3 separate regions of the Sus scrofa genome follow, and regions 1 and 2 are each linked to region 3. A link is a contact called in public Hi-C and HiChIP or PLAC-seq data. All regions are on one chromosome and are shown on one strand. Each heading gives the region's core, a stretch centred on a gene start, on an enhancer-like site or on the middle of the called end of the contact. The rest is flanking DNA. Distances are from core to core; before and after follow the strand shown. Region 1 holds the start of LMAN2 (vesicular integral-membrane protein VIP36). Region 2 holds the start of PDLIM7 (PDZ and LIM domain protein 7). Region 3 holds the start of GRK6 (G protein-coupled receptor kinase 6).

Region 1 (3,609 bases), core at 614-3,113, 68 kb after region 3:
TGTTCCCTTTGCTCAGGAAGCCTCTCCCCTCTCTACTAAACTCCTACTTACTCATCATGACCCTTTTCCAGGTTCTAGAACAAATATTCATTCCTTCACCAATTACTTATTAATCATCTGCTAGGAGTTCCCACTGTGGTGCAATGGGATAGGTGTTGTCTTGGGCATGCTAGGACACAGGTTCAATCCCCACCTCGGCACAGTGGGTTAAGGATCCAGCGTTGTTGCAGCTCAGGCCGCAACTGCGGCTCAGATCTGATCCCTGGCCCAGGAACTCCATATGCCGAGGAGTGCTCGCTCCCCAAAAAAGGAAAAAAAATCACCTTCTATGTGCCAAGTAGGCCTAGGATGCTAGATGCTAGCAAAGCTAGATGCTTTGCTAGATGCTAGGGAATCATTAGTGACAATAGCTGACAAAAATCGCAGCCTTGGAGTTCCCACTGTGGCACAGAGGATTAAGGACCTGGCATTGTCTCTGTGGCGGCTACTGAGGTATGGGTTCGATCCTTGCCTTGACACAGTGGGTTAAGGATCTAGTGTTGCCATAGGTCACAGCTGTGGCCTGGATTCAATCCCTGCTCTGGGAACTTCCATATGCTGTGGGTGTGGCCAAAAACACTGCAGCCTCTTGGAGGCCTTGTGGAATGCCCAGGTCTTTGCAGAGACACAGATAAATCTCTGGAAGGGTGTACCCCTTGGAAGAGGAATTTTGTTATATCTATAGATATTTAGACATAACAAACATAGCTATATGACACACACACATATATAGCTAATTTTGTAGCTAATTTAAAAAAGATGTCTCAGCACTTAATCTTGAATAAGTTCATTCATTCAAAAGGAGCAAGCAACCAACTAAACCACCCTGTGCTCTATAACAGGGGTCATTAACTCAACGGGCTAGAGGGGCCAGGCAGGTGCTGTAAATTAGCGGCCAGAATGGAGATTAGTTTAGAAAAGGAAGGAATTTTTATGAGGGCAGCTCTATGAGCTTGGTGTGGTCGGGTCTTACGATTTTTCCTTAGAAGCTGGAAATTTGGATTTTTAATGTGTATTTGTCTCCTGATTTAAAATAACAGTAGTTATGTCCTTATTGAAACACCATCAGCAAGAGCTGTATTTGGCTGTGGGCCACCAGTTGTCCACCTTTGATCCACAGTCGGCTTTCCTGGATGCTTCTTGTTGCAGCAGGCAGGCACAGCAATCATTTAGATATTAACGGGTCCCAGTCATCACTGGGAAAGGATTCAGGTCTGCCCCTTCTGATGAAACCCAACTGGGCCTGAGGAACTGGAAGGAGTGGACGCCATCTAATAACAGAATTCTAAGTTGCTAAAGGTGTGGAGCTAGGGTGGGTGAAGCCAGAGATGGCTAAAGGCTCGCCTGGGATCACCCAATGAGTTCCAGGTGGCGCGGGAGTTGGAATTCAGGCCTCCGCCTTCAATTCAGAATTCCTTTCTCCTCGGACTGGAAAAGGTTACTCTAGGGATCAGACCAGTGGCCAGAGACCAAGAGCTTTGTAGATTTCTACCCAGCCTGCACGAGAGGCCTAGAAAAACTACAAGTCCCAGCATGCCCCGTTCCACAGACGACCCTAGCGCTGCTCGCAAATCTTCCCTCTGCTCCAGGTTGGCACACAAGCCGAACGTGCTGTTCCATGATTGGTTGCTGTTCTTTTCGCCCGTTAAAACCCATTCCTGAGTCTGGCTGACAGGCGCCTCGCAGCCGCCAAGGCACTCTACTAGAATAGAGGTCTGATCAGCAAATAAAGACCCCATTCCCTCGGCAGCGAGGCTTTGTTTTTGCTAGAAACTCCCAGATAAAGCTAGGGTTGGAGCGCTTCCGGCCGGAGGCCATTAGATGGAACACCCGGAAGGCGGAAGTCCTAGGACGGAAGTGCCCGAGAGGAAAGGGGAATGGCGGCGGCGGCGGCGGCAGGCTGGTTTTGGCTCTGGGGCTGGGGCCGGCGGTGCCCGGGGAGGCCTGGGCTTCCCGGCCCCGGCCCTGGCCCCATTACACGTTTACTCTTTCTACTGTTGCTGGGGCCAGTGACTGCGGATATAACTGACGGCAACAGCGAGCACCTTAAGCGGGAGCATTCGCTTATTAAGCCCTACCAAGGTGAGGCCTGGGGCGGGAATGAGTGCAGGGTGAGGGCGAGGCCGGGTAGAGTTGGGGAACGGGTGCCTTTCTTCTGGTCAGGGCATCTTTGTGAGTTTCCTGTCTCTGGCAAATCTCGGCCTGGCCTGGCCTGTGTGTGCCCATGTCTCTGCCCACAGGGGTCGGTTCCAGCTCCACGCTCTTCTGGGACTTCCAAGGCAGCACCATACTCACTAGCCAGTACCTGCGTCTGACCCCTGACGAGCGCAGCAAAGAAGGCTCTATTTGGAACCACCTGGTGAGTGGCTCCCAAGAGGCTGGGTAGACCATTAAGTAAGTCACTACAGACAGTCTTCAGCAGCCCAGACCTGAGCTTGGTTTGAAGGCCCGCCGCCTTCTCCATCTTGATCACACCTGCCAGTAATAACAGGTAATGACTTCTAGAGTTACCATGTGTCAAGAGCTGGGCTTGACACTTTATACACCCTTCTCTGTTCATTCTTTCAAAAGCCTGTGAAGTAACTGATGTTATCTCCATTTTACTGATTAAGAACTTAACACTCTTGAAAGTGCCTTCCACGAAGTCACATAGCCAGTAAGTAGTAGAGCTATTGGCTGTCTGAACTGAACCCTCTCATTAGTGGGATAAATGGAACAAATAGGGTCTTTATTGGGTGTTTTGTGTGTGTTAGGCACTGACTTTAACATACCTTATTGCTTTTAATTCTCATAAACAAACTGATACAGATGGTTGTTGTAGTTTTATGCAAAGCTAACACAGACAGCCAATAACATAAACAGTTAAATTCTTTTTTTTTTTTTTAAATGGGCAAGAAATGGATTTATTAAAATTGTGAGAGATGCAAGCGGGCAGGCAAGGAGGCTCTACAACAGTTAAATTCTGATCTGTCTCATGTCCAAGCCCAGCAATTCGCTTGCTACGCCTGACCCTAGCCCGGACAAAGGAGGAGCCCCTTAGAAATAGTTGCAGACTCAGTCCCCTTCCCCAGTGTTTGATTGAGGATCTAGTCAACAATAGTAATGTAGGGGCTGAACTTGTGGACAGTTTTAGTTTCTGTGACCTTTGGCGTAGAGGTTAGGGAGCCTCAGTTGTCTCTGGTGTGTCATACATGGGCAGTGGCCAAAATCAGCTGCTGTGCAGACTCCACACGGAGGAAGTTCTGGAAAGGGGTGAAAGGGGAATGATTTGGGGCAAAGCCTACTCCTCCCCAGCCTGCTTGATCCCTAAGCTCTTGGCCGCTGTCCTAGTTTTCTCCATCACTCTGCTCTTTGGTCCCTTCTGGATGACTTCCCCATTTAGTTCTGAGAGTCCATGCTGTCCTTGTGTTGCTTTATCTGCCTGTTATCTCCTTGCCTTCCTGCTAGGGGCATCCGGGCTTTAACTCTGATCCACAGAGCCTGGGGTCTCCCGTGAAGAGATAAACGTACGTTATGCATGTACAGCCTGGCCCCTGGTGCTTGGCATCTCTGGTCATTCACTCTTAATTT
Region 2 (3,676 bases), core at 400-2,899, 74 kb before region 3:
GAAAGACTTTAGTTTTATCTTAGGTGCAACTCCATCCCACTGAAATGCTAGAAGCCGAAGGTGTATGGTGTGATTTCTGCTTTAAAAATACCATTTTGAAGAAGACTGGGGACTGGGCAAGGGTAGAAAGAGGGAAATCTGTTAAGAGACTGCTGAGATGTCCAAGCACGAGACAAGTGGCAAGGACAAACACGGCAGCCAGGTGTGGAATAGAGTCAGAAGGTGGAATCTACAGAATCTGAGGTATGACACAGATGAGAAAGGAAGGAAAACTTCATGATTTTTACTGGCCTAACCAGATGAACACTGTTTTTATTTTTTTTCCTTGAAGTAAGGAAGGAGTTAGGGAGGTGGGGAAAATGAAAGTTTAAATTAGGAAGTAACTGGAATTCCTGTTGTGGCCTTGCTGTGGCTGTGGCATAGGCCGGCGGCTATAGCCTGGGAACTTCCATATGCCCCTGGGTGCAGCCCTATAATGAGAAAAGGCCAAAAAAAAAAAAAAAAAAAAAGTGAAAATTCTTACAGTTTATATTATGAGGGGAATGATGCAGAATAGGGGGAAATGTAATGATGATGGTGGAGGTAGGAGAGTAGCCACAGCCATGCCCTAGAAGGAGGTGAGGGGTGGATGCCCATCCTGATCCCTGGTCAATTTCCTCCCACTGCGCTAGCATTGGGGCTGTGGGGTCTGTGAAACCCCCACTGGAGGCGCTGCCCACTCTGGAGTGGGGTACCAGGACTATCTCGACAGTTTGGGGGTCAGCCCTAAACCTTCGGAGGGTCAGGGGGTAGGAGTGAGGGCAGGGCATAGGGTCGGGGCGGAGCCAAAGGCCTTTATACCTCTGTCTGCTGCCTTTGGTGGAGTGTTCTGCAAACTTAACTGTAAGCTCCCCCTGTGTCGACCTCAACTAACCCCACCTCCAAGGTTCACCCCCTCCCTCTTCCAGACCAAGTCTGTCCGATTTAGATATTCCTTTTGTGTGTGTGTCTTTGTGTGTCTTTTTGCCTTTTCTAGAGCCGCTCGCCGCAGGAGCGGCATTATGGAGATTCCCGGGCTAGGGGTCTAATCGGAGCCATAGCCACTGGTCAGAGTCACAGCAACGTGGGATCCAAGCCGCGTCTGCGACCTGCACCACAGCTCACGGCAACGCCGGATACTTAACCCGCTGAGCAAGGCCAGGGATCAAATTTGTTAACCACTGCGCCACGACGGGAACTCCCGATTTAGATATTCTTGAGCTATCAATGGCTGTGCCTTACGCCAAACTATGCCTATCTTCACGGTGGCCTGTGAGGCGAGTATTACTGTCCCACTTTCCCAGTAGGAAACTAGGGTTTAGAGATGACTCAGGTCCAGATCTGCCTGGTTTGCTTGGTGACTTGCTTTTCACTCGGCCAGAGGGAGGCGCAAGGGGCTGGGCGAGCCGCGGGTTGGGCTGTCCAGCAGCCCAGACCCCCCCACACCCTACCCAGGCCCCGCCCCATTAAGGGGACCAGGGAGAGCCTTGCCTTACAGCGCAAAGAGAGACCGGACTTCGTGATTGGGCGGTACGGAAGGATTCGGCGGGGCTTCCTACTGCCTGGGAGACTGCTCATGGGCTCAACTTTTGACGGAGGCGTGGCCACAGGCCACGCCCCCTCCAGCGGGCTCATAACTGATGTCTGCGGCGGGGGCGGGGCCAGAACGCGGGCGGCGGATCCCAGCGCGGCTCTCTGGAGCCCGCTGCTGAGCAGCGCCCCGGAGGGGCCGAGCAGGTACAGGCGACTGTGCGGGGCGTTTCGGGCTGGGCCAGGCGGGGGGGCAGAGGCCTGTTAGGGGCCACAGCGGGCACTAGGGGTCGTGGCCAAAGCTGCGCTTCCTCCGGCGTGCGGGAGCCGCTACCCCCGCCCCCGCCTTCCTGAGGCGAAGCCGGCTGCGGCGGGGCCGATTGGCGCCTGCGCCGCTTCCTGCCCCCGGGACTCGGCCAATGCATGGGGCCGGGGCGGGGAACCAGGGGGAAACCGAGTCACGTCAGGAGGGTAGGCCTGTGGGGGAGGCATCACCCCCACTGAACTCTAGGATGAATTCCCTTCCTGGCCACGCTTTGAAGTCCCAGTCCCCACCGACCTACGCAGGGGCCGCGCACCCGCCCAGTTCCCCCAGCGCTCAGGGGTCTCGCCCTGGGTCACGGCAGCTTCGACTAGTCCGGGAATGGCTAGTACCCGCTCCAGCCGCCTCCCCCCCTTCCCCTCCCCCTCGCGTCCCGAGCCCCCGTGTGTTCCCTCCGTTGGCTCTCCGCACAGTGTCAGCTTACACGCCTTATATAGTCCGAGCAGGCTCCAGCCGTGGCCTGCCTGCCGGGACCTGGGGGCGGGGGAAAGGAGGAACGCCGGCCCCGGACTGGCCTTGCCGTCTAGTTCCAGGCTCAAGGATGGCTTGGGGGGAAGCCAGAGCCAAATTAGCCCTGCGATCCACTCCTGGATGAAAAGAATCTCAAGGCTGGATTCGGGCTCCCCTCACCCACCCTGTCCCTTGGGGAAGGGGGGTTGCCGCTGCCTTTCCAAAGTGAAGTCTGCCAGCTAGCAGCCCAGCCAAACTTAACAAGTTACCCTCCTACCCTTGCCCTGGGTGTGCTCAGCGTCTGCTCGTGCCTTCCTGGCACTAGTCCAAGCCTGATGTCCAGAGCTAGGCCTGCCTGTGTACCCACCATGCCAGCTGCTCACCTTTTCTCTCCTCTCAGGAGCGGCACCATGGATTCCTTCAAGGTGGTGCTGGAGGGGCCAGCACCTTGGGGCTTCCGGCTGCAGGGGGGCAAGGACTTCAATGTGCCCCTCTCCATCTCCCGGGTGAGCCTAGATTGAGGGAGGGGCTCCCCCAGGGGTCTTGGGGTGCTCAGATCTCCAGTGGGTGACAGAAAGAGCCTGAACAGGAGTGAGCCACGGCCGGTAGGCCAGGAGGTGCCCAGGTCCAGATATGTGGGCACTGCCACGAAGACTACCAACCTAACTAGGGAGATACTAGGAGAGGAGCCCCCACACTTCCCTAGCACTGCACTGTACCTGATGCTGTTCCACGAAGCTCCTGTGGCCACCTCCAAGGCCCAGGGGGATGCCCATTCTGAGGTCTCCAGGAAGTGTCTAAGCTCCTTGAGAGAGCAATGCTTGGAGCTAGGCCCCAGGCAGGGCTCTCTGACTGCAGGATCTCACTTCATTCTCACTGCCACCCAGGGAATAGCAACTGTCATCCTGTTTTTCCAGATGAGCTAACTCAGGACTCGGAGAGGTGAAAGGGCTCCTTCAGCAACTCCGTGGCAAAACAGGGATTGGAATTCAGCCACAGGGATGGCCAGCAGTCTGTGTGTGTGAGGGGTGCCTCTCCCCGGCCTGTGTGAGGACCTTCCATCCCATCCACTGGTCCCATTCAGGATGGAGTGGGCTTTGACCCCAAGCAGGGGTTGGGATGGGTCTCTAGGACTCTGACTTCAGCTTCTGAGATCCTGTCCTGGTGGGGGTGGAGCTAGGGGCCGGCTCCTCCCTGTGGCAGGGGGATTGCCTTATAAGCCCAAGAATGCAGCCCCACGCAGGGATGGCCAACTGGTGGCTGGAGTCTGCAGGGCTGAAAAAGGCTGGTCTGGGCCTGGACCCCTGACCACATCAGTGGGCCCCTCAGCTCATCGCCCCCAGGCTGTGGCTCTAG
Region 3 (3,352 bases), core at 232-2,731:
GGAGATAAGGAAGGCTCTGGGCACTGAGGACCCAGCCTGCTGTGCCCATTTCCAGGCAGCACCTCCCCAGGGTCAACCTGCAATGGGCAGGCAGGGGGCACCAGATGCTGTGCCAGTTGGGGGTTCCTCTGGTTTTCCTACAGACTGTGCTGGGGACATCCTATGTCGTAGGCCTGGGTCAACCCGTCTCATTGCATCCTGGGGGCTAGTCCCTGAGCCGAGCCTGGGTTTCCCACTTGTAAAATAGATCAGAAAGGTGAAGCAGATGGCTCTTTCAGCCTGGAAGCCCATCAAAGAGTAGAAAAACTGCCCTGACCTCCCTGCCCTAGAGTTCCGAAAAGAAGTGTCTTCTCTGCTGGTCCCCAGCACCCTGGATAGGACAGGACATAGAGTAGGTGTTCAGTGATTACATTACTGAGGTGGTCAATGGCAGGTGAGGAGCAGACTGACCACAAGGCAATGGGGGCCAGTCTGGTCCTTCTGTGTCCCCAGGATCCTCATAGAGCAGGTGCCTGGTAACATCTGAAAAGCTCAGCAACACTAGGTTCACCCCGCCAGCTCCCTGTGCCAGGCCTTGCACTCAGTCCCACCAGCCCAGCATGCTCCCTTCCTTCAGAGCTCAGCTTCCAGTTATTTCTGTGCCCCTCTGCCCCACTAGTCTGGGCTTCCTGAAGGCAAAAACAGTGACCCATTCCCCTCTGTCCCCAGTGTCCTGAGGCACTGAGCAAGAGGACGTCTTGCTGGTAGTCTATGTGACCAGCTTTCCCCGCCTCGGGTGGGCTATGCTACTGCAGAGTCTTAGTTAATTCATTCTCCAAACCTTTTACCCGTGCACTAACTTTGTGCCGATCCAGGCTGGGCGCCGGAGTTTGGGCCCGGGGCACGTGGGGAAGGCTGCCCCTTCCTGGGGCATCTTCTTACCTCTCTCACCTGGGAGAGGCTTCCAGGACTGAGGTCCCACCCTTCCCTCTTCCTTCCTCTCTCCTTCCCTCACCCCCTCATACACACACGCACGCACACACACACACACACACACACACACACAAACGCGCGCACGCGCGCGCGCCGTGAGGGCGGCGGCCTGACCCCCGCCCTTTCCTGGGCTCCGGCTCCCTGGGGGCAGGTGCGGAGAAGGACCATGGGCCGGAAGGGCCCCTGTCTGAGCGAAATGCTGGGCGCGGAGAGAGCTGCCCTAGGGGATCGGGCGACTAGGGCGCCCAGCGGAACTCGGAGGCCGCGCGACCGCGTTCTCCGCACCCGATCGCCTCACCTTCCCGGGCCTTGAGTAGCACCGTGTTCGCTACAATGTTCTCGAGCTCCATGGGCTGCGGCGCCGCCGGGCCCGCCGGGCCGCGCCGCCGGCCGGGATCGCGCGAGGGAGCCGGGGCCGGATGACGATCGGCGCGGCGCGGCTCGGCTCGGCTCGCAGTGACCGCGCCGCGGCCTCCCGGGCCTCCCCGGCCGCCGCCGCCCGCCGCTCACTCTCCGCCCCCTCCCGGGGGCCACCCCGGCGCCGGCCAGGCCCGCCCCGGCCCGCCCACTGTTTACTTTACTTGGCCAATAACCGGGCGGGTGCTCCCCGCGCCGTCTTCCCATTAGACAACTTCTTCATCATCCCCCGCCCCCAGAGACAGGGATTCGTTCAAAGGAACAGGGGGGCGGGACTTAATACGTCACATCTTCCTAGTTGGTCTACGATGGGGTTCAGCCTCTATGTTCGAATTTCTGGGCCTTCGTAGGATACCGAACTGCCAATTAGGGACGAGCCCTCTGCTGGGACAACGGAGGTGGGTCCTCTGGGTCACGCCCTGGAATTCTTGTACTTGATTGGATGAAGGAAGCGTCGGTCAGCCTTAGCACTGCACTCTGATTGGGCTATTAGCTGTGGGTGTGGCCCGGGTCCCTTTGACTCGCCTTGGCTTTTCCAGGGTTTTTAGGGGATGCATTTAGTGTTCTGGGCCTCCTCCCGGCCGGCCTCCTGCAGGTTCGGGCCGTGTATCCGGCCGTATACTTTTGGGTCGGCCCATCTTGAAGGGCGCACATCGGAAGCGGGGAGAGGCCCAGAGAAGGCTGGGGGCCTCCCTAGCTGCTCCTCGGCCTCCGTCCGGGCCACCGCGGGCGCCCCCGCCCTACCCCCACAGCCGGATGTTGTGATTTCTCTCCACCCACAGGGCCTCGCCCTCCCTCGGCCTCTGCTGCCTTATAAGGCAGCTCTACCACCCCAAGACGTAGGGACGAGCTCACACCCATTGTACAGGTGGGGAGCTGAGGTCTAGTGGCTGGCTCTAGGCAGAAAAGTTGGGAGAAAATAAGGCCGAAATTTTACAGCTGATCAACACCTTCTAACTCAACATCCTACTCCCTCCACCCTCACTTCACACACCAGGAAATGGAGGCTTGCCCAAACTTGCTAGTAAGGCAGAGCCAGCTTCAACTAGGCTTCTCAGATCCCTATCCATTCATCATCCAAAAATACAGAGAACAGCACCTTGTGCCAGGCCCTGAGCCAGGTGCTGGGGAATACAGTAGTGCCAGTAAGATAGCCAGTCTCTCTGCCTACCTTCTAGGAGAGGGATAAAGATGATAATCCTATAAATAAACAAATAAGTGGGATGGTCTGAGGGAGTGGTAAGTGCTAATAAGACATCAAGACAAAATAGTGAGGAGAAATGATCTCAGGTTGACATTTGAATTGATTCAACCACGCAAAAATCTAGGGGAACAGTTTTAAGCACAGGCAACAGCAAGTGCAAAACCCTGAGCCTAGAGTAAGTTTGGTATGTTCAAGGAACAGGAAGAAGGCCTGTATAGTTTCAAGGCCCAATAGTCTGAGATGAGATGAAGGAGCAAGGATTCTAGGTAGATCCTGGAAGGCTTTGTAGATCAATGATGAGGAGTTTGTTGTTTTCCCTAAATAAAATGGGGAGCCTTAGGATGATTTATACTTTAAAAAGATCACTCTAGCTAATGGACTTTTAGAGGGGCCAGGAGTGGAAGCACAGGGAGCAGTTGGGAGAAGACAGAGTGCGGCGGCTTGGAAGAAGGTGGCAGTGGAGATGGAGAAAGTGCATGGATTTAGGATACTTTGGGAAATAAAGATAAGTACCTTGAAAAAGGGAAATCCAGTGGCCAGCAGGACAAAGGGCAGGTACTTCACCCAGTGAAGCCTGCTGTGTCCAAGTGAGATCTAAGTGTTGAGTGAGAATGTATAGGTTTCAGAGGTAACATGAGTGGAGCAGGAAAGAGCCACTGGATGCAAGTTCATATTCAAAATTCTGTAGAGGAAGTTAGTAAGGGCTCAAGCATTTGGTCAGAGCACTGAAGTAGAGTTTCAGGTGCAAGGTGGAATGCA

Evidence for each region. A called contact is a pair of places that touch in the nucleus more often than the background predicts. HiChIP or PLAC-seq counts read pairs in DNA pulled down with a chosen protein or histone mark.
Region 1: a contact with region 3 is called in an H3K27ac HiChIP or PLAC-seq map of alveolar macrophages. The contact joins the promoter of LMAN2 here to the promoter of GRK6 in region 3. A contact is called at or near these places in 2 of 47 Hi-C or Micro-C datasets (epiblast stem cells and liver) and 1 of 2 datasets of contacts at active chromatin or transcription factors (alveolar macrophages).
Region 2: a contact with region 3 is called in a Hi-C map of skeletal muscle, with 2.7 times the contacts expected there. The contact joins the promoter of PDLIM7 here to the promoter of GRK6 in region 3. A contact is called at or near these places in 1 of 5 promoter capture datasets (fetal skeletal muscle), 7 of 47 Hi-C or Micro-C datasets (blood, heart right ventricle, liver and 3 more) and 2 of 2 datasets of contacts at active chromatin or transcription factors (alveolar macrophages and skeletal muscle).

Annotation. Positions count from the first base shown.
Region 1 is chr2:80,593,425-80,597,033 of Sscrofa11.1, forward strand. LMAN2 (vesicular integral-membrane protein VIP36) reads left to right here and starts at 1,864. Exons shown (of 8, transcript XM_013994865.2): 1 at 1,864-2,121; 2 at 2,280-2,398. The coding sequence starts at 1,917.
Region 2 is chr2:80,451,364-80,455,039 of Sscrofa11.1, forward strand. PDLIM7 (PDZ and LIM domain protein 7) reads left to right here and starts at 1,650. Exons shown (of 13, transcript XM_021084381.1): 1 at 1,650-1,755; 2 at 2,721-2,826. The coding sequence starts at 2,731.
Region 3 is chr2:80,525,727-80,529,078 of Sscrofa11.1, forward strand. GRK6 (G protein-coupled receptor kinase 6) reads right to left here and starts at 1,482. Exons shown (of 17, transcript XR_002341730.1): 1 at 1,271-1,482. It also overlaps a transcript of F12 not described here.